Regions from separate parts of the Drosophila melanogaster genome. Here region 2 is linked to region 1. Evidence: chromatin contacts called from public Hi-C data. All regions are on one chromosome and are shown on one strand. The core of a region is the stretch at or near the end of the contact, and the rest is flanking DNA. Distances in the headings are between cores, read along the strand shown.

Region 1 (5,904 bases), core at 2,338-4,837:
CACGACTATATCCCCGCCCATTTGGCATTCCACATACCAAATTCCCAGCTGAGAATAGAAATACGGGCTTCTGTGCGCAGATCTAATGCATTTTGAAGCGATAGCTGCAAGACAAATGCCCAAACAACACGAGCTGTGAGCAAAAAGCAAAAGTGACGCCTTGATGGATTGGCAACTGGAAGCGAAGAATAATGGGTTACAGAAATCAGTCGCAGCCTCAGATCCCCGAGAAGCTGCAAGATTAAGGGAAACTTCTAGCTAAACTGCGGGCGCACTGCAAGATAAACTATCTGGCAAATAGCGAGTTCTTAACACCATTTCGCAACGGCCTATCTTTTCAACCATTTGGCTGCGATAAGGTCAGGAAAGAGATACGGGGCTTGATTATGTTAAGTAATTGCCTAGCAGAAGCGGCGAAAATAATTTAATGTCTTTTTTTTTTGGCAACCTTTGCATAATGCGCAAAGAAAGTCAAATGGCATAAAAGTGAAATTACCGGAGTAATGTATCTTTCAGTTGAGTCATTTGGGAAACTTTATTTTTCGGTTGTATAACTCTTCAGTTGTCACTCGAGAGATTTGGAAAAGTTGTTTCTTTTCTTTTCCATAAACTGGGAACTTAATAAAAATAATAGAAAGACCATTGCCGGTGAAATTGAATCGTTGGCATTCTGCCCACATATTATACAACTACAACGCGTGGCGACAACAAGTTGGTTGGTTGGCCAGCTGCTGGCGAATAAATAGAAATGTTATATGCGTTCACTTAATAGCCGACAAGTGTTTAATTTGTTTGTTTTGGGTTTCGCCCGATTAATAAATAAATATGGCCAATGTATATAGCCCATTTAGTGCCTCGCCGTGACCTCAAAACATGGCTCAATTTTATGCGATTTGTTTACTCAATGCATTTTTTGTTTTGACTGGCTGGCTGCCTTCTGCCATTTTATTCCCGACGGAAATAAGATTGCTTTTATATATATATATACATATATTTTCTTATTTCCCTGATTCTCCGAAGTGCACTTGATTACGTGCAGTTTATGGGGCAGATAAAATTTTCCCAACGAATGGGCTTTAGTCTAAAGTTTCCAGCGCTTATGAATGGGCTTTAGTCTAGGGCTCAGGTGAAAGCCAATTGCCTGCTTAGCCTTTTTTTTTGCAGATTTATGGCCAAGTTATTTCCACCTCTCCATGCAGACAGTTACAATGGCCTGGCCAAAACATTTGTTGTCCGCTGTCAATTTATTATTTGTTATTTATTATTTACGTTCTGACTCAGACCACGGCGGATGTAAAGAGGCGAAGGTGTCCATTCATAGAATGCCAAACCAACCAACCAACCAGCCAGCCAACCAACAAAGTGGTGTGAAAACGTGTTCAATGCTGGCCGAGATTGTCCAACGAATCGGTTTTATTTATGGCTTATTGGTAACCGGCAAATTCAATTAAACAGATATTATCTTAAATGGAAATTTATGAGCCAATTCGCCCAAAGAGTTAAGGGGTTTCTCAAAAATGTTTCAGCTTATCCGAACTGCCTTAGAGAAACGCAAAATGATTTTTCTCTCTACAGATGTACAAAATGTACCTAAACTCAATTCTAGTGTTTTTATCTACAACAGGAAGTCAATCTTCTGTGCATAAGCAATCCTCTTGAGATTAAAAAGATCTCTTGTGCAATAATACATATCAGCATTCTAAATATCTCTAGAGATATTACAATCGCTTGAAATGCACACAAATTCGTTGTCACACACATTCTTTGATTATTTTGAAGTCTATTTTCGGCGAGTTCTGCTTAAATATTTTGTGTGTATTTATAATTAGTTTCTATTAATGCGAAAGAACTACTTTGTTCATTTTTTCCAGTGCATACAAAGTAATTTATTCGTAATGGAGCTCTCTACTTCAGCACAATCAACTACAGTAAAGTATCTCTAATTTGACACCCACTGCGGGGGGCGGGGCAGGTGTGCGTATCTGGTGGATACTTGGCCATAAGCCCCACCTGATTAATGTGCCATGTGCATAATGGGTAGGTGTGAAAAAGAGGTGCAAGTGGCCAGTAGCAATGTGATGGGTGCACATTTTCCAAGAACCACTAGTATCCATTGATTATTCTGGCTTATCACAACAGTTGTTCAACGCTTGATGCCAGGTGAATTGCGAATTTGGCCAGGGGAATTACAATAAATATTTCATCAACACCATTCGCGGACATTTTTATGACTCCAAACTTTGACGATTCGTAGCAGTTTTGTACCACATTTTCCGGACATTGAGAACGATGGCAATTAACAACAGCCTGGGCTGGGCAGCCTTTTGAAGTGGCCAGAGATAAATGGAGCAGTCGGCAAACTGAAGGAGGTCTGTATTCAATAAACAAATTGGGCACAGTGTGCAATTGGAGGCAATGAATTATGGGCATCTGATTTGATCAGAACTTCTCGATCCTGAGTCACGTATTGGGGGAAAATGTATCAACAGTTCGTTTGGTCAAGAAACGGATGGCGTGGAACCGGTTTAAGAAAGTCGCTATAGACACATTCAGTTGACCAGGCAAACAAAAGAAAGGTGAACCCTTTCTTCTATATATATATGTACATATATATGTATATATACCAACTTTATTTGGGTGTTTCTGGAAAAGCAGTATGAGTAAATTCGAAATCCATCGTAGTGTTATTCATATTTTCATAGTCTTACGCAGTCTACCGTTTGATCGCAGCAGCTTGGCAACAACAACAACTATTGAAGATACAACAACAACTTTTGAACGTACAACAGTCACGATCGGCGATGAATCACGATTTGAATACCTGGCACCGGTGGATGTTTGCAGTCTTGATTACTTGGAATGCCGCTGACGTATTCACCATAGACACACGCACACTTTTCGTAGACCCAACACTTATATGCACTTATCAATGAATAATACCAGGCAGTGATAATAGCACACACACACACACACGCACTTAGAAAAAGGTCACTGATAATAGTTCATTATGTACACCATCTATAGGAGCATAGTGACCATGACTATTTTGGGTGTTTTTTTTTTGTATAATTGCATCGAATTGAGCAACATCACGAGCGCCGAATTCGATTTCGATTTTCGAGCTTACGATTGACAATCACTTAGAACTCTTGTCAACCACCTGTGGCTGAGTTTGCACTTGTATTCGAATTCCGATTCGTATCTGTGTTTGTTTTTTACTTTTGCGAAGGTGTGGGGGTTCGCTCACATCGATATCTAAACTTTTGAGTGCGGATTCATTTGCTTAGCACCTTTGATGCTTCACTTATACTTATATACGACACGATTTGGTTTCGTTTCCACACGATTCTATATCTATATTATCGGACGTATCTTCGAGCCTTTCAAAAATTAACGCTTACGTTGTGGTTTTCTGTGCTTAACACTTTCTGCGTGGGGCACTTCAGCAGTATCGGTTGCTCTTGAAAGACAATAAATACTGCGTCGTCGGCAAAGTTTGAACAGTTTGCACCGAACACAAGTCAAAAGCCCGCGAAATTTCCTTCCGCTTTGACGTCCGAACAGCTCGAAAAGTTAACGTTAACTAGAGCTGGGGCACTATCGACGGTACTATCGAGGTATCCGATTCGATTGTTATTTTTTGCTATCGATGAGCGTTATCTACAGCATGTAGAATAGAACGGATAGAATAATATTTTTGTTATATCTTTAGTCAACATCATTTGAATTTTCTTGTTTCGTTAGGGAGTTTATCTCTCGTTTAGTTTCCTTTTATTATTATTTCATTATTATTTTGAAAGGTGAAGTGTACTAAATAACGAGCTAAAAATTGAACGCAATCACGCTATTCGCGGCGATGCCAGACCGCTTGAAAACAGTTCCAGTTGGCCAGTGGCGGCCAGTGATGCCATGCGTACTAAATTTCCTAACGGTTTTAGTTTTAGATCGAAGTGCTTAAAATAAAGTTTTCTTTTATTAAATAATATTTAGTATCATTTAAGCATTTCTAACGATTTGTCAGCTGAGTAAGGGGATTGTGATTTATAAGGGTCTCGACTATAGCATTTTCACTACTTTCCACCTATTAAATATTTTCAGGAAACTGGTAAATCCTTTTATTCTACAATAAAGTATAATACAATTTCCATTTATTATTGATAAGAAATAGTACATTTTATTCATTCGGTTTCACAAAGTGGCCCTGGAAATAAATGGTTTCCCTATCGCGAATGACATAGGCAAAAGGATGATCGGCATTAAAAACCATTTGAGATGACGGCATAGGCATACTATAGCGCACGAAAAGTAAAGCTGGCAAAAATAAAACATATTATACAAATATATATATAATAAAATTATATCATACCTGTTGCAGCCGCTGCCTCAGCTCCTTCTTCATTAACCTCGATGAACGCCTTATGAATGACTTTTTTCACATGAACGTTACTGTTTTCGACCAGATCTTTGAAGTCAGCAGATTTTTCGAACGCATCTTGTATGCCCATCTATAGATGAATATCTATAAATTGTAAGGGTGTATCAAGAATAATCTGTGAATACTCACCGCCACAAGAACTTTGTTTAGTTGAGCGAAGAATTCGATTTTAAACTTGGGAAGCCTTAAAGTTACATCCATTTTGGAAAGTTTCGGTTTGAATCCTACAATCTTTTTCTCCAGCTCTGATAGTCCATCGACCTGGTCCGGTAGAAAAATTAGCATGGACAGGCTTGAATTTCTGTAGGGCAGCTCGATAATTTTGGCACCCAGTTCACTATCATGTGCGGCCCTAAATGATTGAAATAGTGACATCATCTCGACAGGAACACTCTTTTGATCCGAAACACGGAAATTCCTCTTCTTCGTTAACTTGGGATTAAATTTGTACTCCCACTGGCCTTTAAAGTATATGGCATTTAAGACGATCAATTCCATTTTCGACATGTCATTGGATGAAACTAAGTCTTTGATTTTACCACGCGTCTGATTATCTACCCAATTATTGACAATTGAAGAAGCCTTATTGGGATCGACAATGTCGATTGCCTCCGCTTCAGCCATAAATGAATCCTTGACCATCTGATTGTAACTCGGTACTAGCTGGAACTTTTTGTTCACGTATATGCGATTAGCCAAACTGAGAGTGGCTACCTTCTCGCGTCCTTCGAGTTTACTCAGAAGGTCCTTGTATTTGGCTGCCACTTCCTTTTTGTCATCGGGCAGTTTCAAAACATTCCTCATTTCTTGGGCTGTCTTTGCCCTGGCTCCCATGTAGGCCATGCTCAGTGCGATTTCCACGGAAAGGGGAGAGGAAATGAGATTATTGGCCGCATTTTCCTTGGCCAAAAGTTGGTAGAAATCGTCGGCAAAGCGACAAGATACCGACGTGGCCAAAAGAAGCAGACCTGCGTTGCAATTATTACCTATTCCTCTTTGATTAACTTGTATTTTATTAGTTTACTTACACAAATGCTTCATTTTAACGTCGATCGAGATTAAGAACAAATTAGAAATTACGGATTATATATAGTCTGCATTATAATCAAATTAGACTCGCCAGCGCGATATAAAATTTATGCGCTTCGGTTGGATTTCATTAAGCCATTCTTAAAGAATATAAATGAATGGCATTACACAATTAAACTTAAATGTATAAATTCCATAACAACATATGTAATTTGTCGAATCTAATTTGATTAGTAAACCAAGTATAAATAGTCTACTTCGTTTTAAAGATCAGTAATAATGAACTAATTTTCTAATAGTTTTAAATACTCAATAAATAAATCAGGTTGTTTTAAAAAACAGACCAACTTTTGCTACAAAAATGGTATGATTATTTGTCAAACATCCGTGTCGCAACATTTTAATCAATTGCATGCCATTTAAAGCCCCAACTTCGCATT
Region 2 (5,904 bases), core at 1,403-3,902, 710 kb after region 1:
TAGAGTGCCTTTTGCTTTTTTGCTGCCCTATACTCAGACTAGCGTGACAGTCCATTCATCGTAATTTAAAAAAAAAAATGTAAAAACAGAATGGGCCAGAAAGACAAACTAAAACCAGAAACCAAACCAATTGTACAATTGTTTTGTTTGGCCGCTTTTCATCTGCGGTCAATAAAATCAGCCACGCTCTGCGATCCCGCAAATATTTTAATTCAGTTATTGTATTTTATTTTTGGAGCCCGTATAAGCAAAGTACCCTGTACTTAATGTTTTGGCTCTATGATTCTCGTTTTATTTCAATTCACTTTCAGTAACTTCCCTTTCAGATAAACAATACAGTAAGGACTGGCACAATGATGTCGGCAGCTGTTTATCAAAGTGGAACTGGACTGCGGAATTGTTATCAGGCACAAAAAAAAAACATGGCATTCGTTTTTAAAACTCTGTTTCTTTGTTCATCGTGTAATAGTACAATACAGCAAATGAAAATGGAAATATTAATATGATTCATATAACGAACGAATGAGAAAAGTGATTATGCCATTAGTTCAACCTTAAAGAATTCCATTCCTTAAAATTTTGTATACTTTACGGAGAGCTTATCTATAAGAGTTCTCAAGTAACTATTATTTTCTGTCCCAATGAACAATATCTATTACTCTGTTGTTCAAACGACATCGACAAAAGCAATGTATAAGAAGAAAAGTCGGAATGTGAGTTCTTAATTAAATATTGATTAAAAGGCTTTGCTGATAGATAATTGATTGCTGATTAATGAATAGGTATAGCGCTATTCACCTGAATCTCACGTGAAATGGCACCTTTTTGGGGCCATTGAACAATATTCTATAGTATAGCCCGCGGGGCATGGCACAGCTGGTTTAAGGTTATTGGGTTAGTCTATTCAAATTCAGATTTTTGGCTTTACGAAATAACACACATTTAAGAACAAATACACCCAATACAAGAAATAATACATTAAAAACTATTTGACTTGGTATTGAATATTTTTAAAAATAATGTAATAATACATTAAGTAAGGAGCTCTTTAAGGATCAGTCTTTTAGAGTCATTCATAATTATTAAAACTCATTTACTAGGTAGTTCTCTTCTGGAAAACGAAAACATGCTAAAAGTAGCATAAAGTACTATTCTTATTCAGTCCCATATGTTGCAAGGAGAGTTCATTACTTTGATGACTGATGGAAATGGCTACTGTTTTTTTACTTGAAGCAGGAAGAACCATATGTATGTTTATAGTACAAGTTCCAGCTTCCACTATCAGTTGAATTTGAATGGCAATCACTAGGTGCAATCTGCATATGAATTATCCCCGCAACAATAACAAGAGAAGGCTAATCAGAGAGCAGAGACGAGAAATACAAATACAAATGCACGCACAATAGCATGTGCTGCTCTCTCTCTCTCTGTCGAGATAAAAATGAGAGGGAGAGAAAGTGACGCCCACTGGAACCACAAATAAATTAAAGTAAATGCGTTTCGGCTGCAGTTAATTCACCCCCCGGATGCAAAAGGGAATAGAGGGGGAGGGCTGAGTGCATGGCAGGGCATAACGGAAATGACAACTGAAGAGAGCCGGAGAGCGAGAAACCAAAATGCAGCTGTTTGGGGAATGTCATTACATTAACAGAGACAACAACAACCACCAGGATAAGACATCACGAATTGGGAAGCCACTTCTCGCCTAGTTATCAACATATTCCTTTGTGTTTAGCGGGTTATTAAAAATACTCAAGACCAACGACCCTCAAACAGATAACATATTAGAGTTGTCGCCTTAAATGCCTCAAACACACTTGGAACAGAACGTTAAATTTAATAAATGCTGTACCTTATAATTTAAACTTTTTGCATTGATTTTATAATTTTTAGGCATAGGATCAGAGTTTACAAATATTTTAGGAATGGGGACCCAAGAGTTTAGCTATTTTTTTTATACTGTTCTCAATTCTTTTCTTCATTAGCTTTATTTTAACATCCTGCAGCAAGGGGCTTTGGTAGTGTGAGTGGCCGGACTGGAAGGAAAGGCCGTCAGGCAATTCTTCCTTCCACTTCCTTCTAGTCAATTTCAGTTTCCAGTTGGAAACCAATATATGTACATATGTATATTCTCGTGCGTTACTTGCCGTAACAGTGGCTTAAACTTGTTCGTTCTTATTGTTTTGGTTTTATTCACACTCTTCACCTTCGTTTGCTCTTCCTTGTCACGTTCTTCTTGCACTCTATGTACATACACCATATGCGCAATTGTATATTATATTTATTGCGCTTTCTGTTTTGGCACAAAACGCAATTTTTGCTGACCGATTAGTTTTCCGTTCAGGTAAATTCCGCACGCGTTTCATTTCATTTGATTTTTAAATCACCGTTTTTCGCGTCGCCCATTTACTTACGAATTGATTTTTCCTCACGCGTTTCTCCATCGCAGGACGCTCCCAAAAAGCTTTTAATTTCGCGATGAGTGCGTTTTATTCACAACTGCTTTCACGTTTTGCACATTCGCTTAATTGCTGTGTTAGTCGAGCCACTCGAAATATTTAATTAAACTTATTTTCCGCGCCCTTTCCTTGATTTTCAACAAGCGCATAAGTGAAGCAAGCGAACGCGCCGGACAAACAAAAACAACTGCCGCGAATTCTAAAACTGAGCACGAGCGAGAACGAAGAGAACAGAGTACACTGGCAAGAAAATGTTGAAAGTTGTAAATTAAAAAAATTTATGATTATGATCGAAGTTGAAACATAAGCTATTATTGCTGTCTAGTGCAATAAAAGTAAAAAATTTGAATTTAATTACACCAAGTATTATTAAATATATTATTTAAAATATCAGTTCCCAATAAGTATTTTTAACTATTTCATATTTAACCAGAATATAGTACAAATTAGTACAAAAACAAATAAATTTAAATATCGCAGTATACAAGTTATTTGTTTCTACCTGTGCAATCAACAGAATTAAGTGAGAGAACCAAAGCTCACTCTCTCTCTCTCTCGCTGTTCTTTTTATATGCTTGTGTCGGAAAGGGGGTGTAAACCGGTACCGGCTTTCTATAAAGAGCGAGAGTGATTTGAAAATTATAAAAAAAACTTCTATTAAACTAAAATATTATAGGTAAGATATGTAGTTTGTATATATAAGTGGTGTGACTTCGATTTATCAATGGCCTGTTTCTCTCATCACTCGCTACTAGTCACCATATATTTGGCAAAACAGCTGTTGGAAACTATCTTAAGGGTTTGTTTTTGGGGTTGGTTCTAAGATTTGTGTCCACTCTTTCGAATATTACTTTCTCAAAGAATGAATACAAATATATGTGCATAATATATAAATTGATAATTGTACGTCTGAAATATCTCCAAAAATCACAATCTAGAAAGGAAAGAATATAAAATTACCGAAAACTTGTTCAAATTTTGATTTTTGAAAATCATTAAAATTATGATAGGGATAGTTAGGTATGCTTATGAGCAGTATAAAACAGTGTTTTTTTTCGTTAGATGTGCCACCTTTTTTTTACCAAGTTATAGAGAAAACCCCGTTTAAAAATATAAGATTTTTGTATTTTTTTTTTTTTTTTTTCTAGTAAGATTTCACAAGCTATAAAAATAGTTGTCCAAAACCGTTATTAGAAAATATAACTAACATCAAATTTGAATGCAAGAAATTTTTTGCATTGTACGTTAAAAATTTGCGATATCGCAACTGTAATTAAACAAGTTATGTATACGCGCAAACTCGTTAAGAAACGTTTTTGTTTGATTCGTTATCTATTGTACATTAACAACCGGCTTCTGTGATGCTAAAGACTTCTAATACTTCATATTCGAAACCTGAACATAGACTACTTGAAAATTTATTAAGGTAACTCCATGTTGTCAGCCAAAATTAGTGAATATACGTTAAATATTTTTAAACCCAGAAATCGAAATTAATGCAATTGGTGACGAATGCCTTTAATAAATATTTATTGATGTGGGGCTGGTTAATGAGTTCATATAACTTTTTGCAATCGATCACTTCAGATAAGATAGTATTTCTTGTTAGCATTATCTGACAACTCTGATAAGGGCAAATTCTGTCTTCTAATTAGTGAGCAACGAATGAGAGTTCAGGAGTTTTTTAAACGCTACAGTCGAGTTTCGTGACTACCAGATACCCGTTACTCAAAAAAAATGTTTTAAAAGTGTCGGCGTGATGTTTCGAAATAAAAATGCCGCGTGTCAAGATCCGTTACACCCTTTTCAACAAGTCGAGAATACCCTCTTAAGCTACGAGTAACGGGTATAAAAATCGCTGACTGACTTTATTTTTTTTACTGTAATCTTACACATTATCTACACAACCACAAGTATATACAGTGTAGATCAACATTAGATTCGTAGCAATCAGCTTTCATTTGCTGACGTTCCCAACGATCTGCTAAATTTGAATGATGTTTTTTTTTCATTTTTTTTCCCTTCTTTAAAAATAATTTTTTTTTTACTGAATACTGTTTTTACTATTTTATTATTTTCTTTTATAACTTAATCTAATGCAACTATGTTAATCGGATAATCCAAGGCACTTTGTTTACGCTGCTCAATTGAGTGTATGAACTAAAAGACTAGACAGTAAATTTATTCATTTTTAATGAAAATGTTATTTCATTTCTTCCAGGCATGTATGTGTACATGAATTTTATGTAAATATTTGCATTACTCCCGTGGCCAAATTAGGAAAAGACTCACACAAATGATCGGCAAATTAGCTTTGAGTGGTGTGCAAATTAATCTAAAATAACTAGAATCAACAAAATTTTTTTTCTCTCCTAAAACTGAAGCCAGTGGAAAATATTTTGCGGCAACGTTAAAATGTAGACATTGAGTATAAAATGAAAAATTACAACGCTTGATTACAATCAATTTTATTTTTATTAAAAAACTAATGAAAATTTCCTTAAAATTCAAATCACTTATACAAAGTCAACAAAAGCATTAAAACTAATCCTCTTCAAATGACTACATAAGAATTGTCTTTAAAATGTGTTCAGGTAAACAAAAAGATCAAAGTCGTTTATAAAATGAGAATAATTGAATTAATTGATAAGTACTACAATTTCATCTTAAAATTACTTGGTATCTACATTTATTTGTACACGATATACAATTTACATATTTTATCTTACTATTTTCCCATTTTCATTTGTAGACCAAAAAATGCTTGCGTCTTAGGCTACATTCTAGTCTAGCATAAAATCTACGAATATTGATAACGATTTGTTCAGACTGTTCATTCCGTGTGTGTATAACCGATATGGAATATTCTATGGCTATTTTAAAAGCTCTCGTTTTGGGGCCGGCCATAACGTTAACACACTCACAAGCGAGTATATCACCCGGTAGTTACCTCACCATAAATATCACAATAGTATATTAATAATATTGGATCAGGAGGACTACAGGAAGGAGCAGCAAAGGATCAGCACCAGCACCGTAATGGGAAAGATGGCGTATATCTCGCTGCGCGGATGACAGGTGGAGATCAGATTGGTTATATCGTCCTCCTCGTGCTCGATACCATCCCGTGTTGGAACCTCCACCACCACAATCTCATCCGAAAGGAAACTGATGTTGAATGTGCAATTTGTGGTATTCAGACAGCTTTGTGACTCGCTCATGTTTGAGTACTGATACGTCGGCTTGTAAATATCGAATATGGCGTGGATCTCGTTTTGAACGTGATCATTGTCGCTGTAGAATATATAATAGTAGTACCCATCCTCGATGACGTTGTGCACCACCATGGAACTCTTGTTGGGCGAAGTGTCCATTATGTGCGGATTTGAGCATTCATTTTTTGGCCTGAAGAACTCCTGCAGCAGGATCATTCCATTGAAACACT

What was found. A called contact is a pair of places that touch in the nucleus more often than the background predicts.
Region 2: a contact with region 1 is called in a Hi-C map of the Kc167 cell line, with 2.1 times the contacts expected there. A contact is called at or near these places in 2 of 107 Hi-C or Micro-C datasets (the Clone 8 cell line and the Kc167 cell line).

What each region holds. Positions count from the first base shown.
Region 1 is chr2L:8,236,291-8,242,194 of dm6, forward strand. Pvr (PDGF- and VEGF-receptor related) reads right to left here and starts at 3,588. Exons shown (of 19, transcript NM_001169440.2): 1 at 3,402-3,588. It overlaps Spn28F (Serpin 28F), which reads right to left and starts at 5,510. Exons shown (of 4, transcript NM_080218.5): 1 at 5,464-5,510; 2 at 4,565-5,403; 3 at 4,367-4,505; 4 at 4,124-4,311. The coding sequence starts at 5,476. The coding sequence ends at 4,175. It overlaps lncRNA:CR43262 (long non-coding RNA:CR43262), which reads left to right and starts at 5,765. Exons shown (of 2, transcript NR_047923.1): 1 at 5,765-5,828; 2 at 5,890-5,904.
Region 2 is chr2L:8,948,564-8,954,467 of dm6, forward strand. C1GalTA (Core 1 Galactosyltransferase A) reads right to left here and starts at 2,653. Exons shown (of 4, transcript NM_164840.2): 1 at 2,415-2,653. CG31886 reads right to left here. Exons shown (of 2, transcript NM_001103659.3): 2 at 4,918-5,904. The coding sequence ends at 5,459.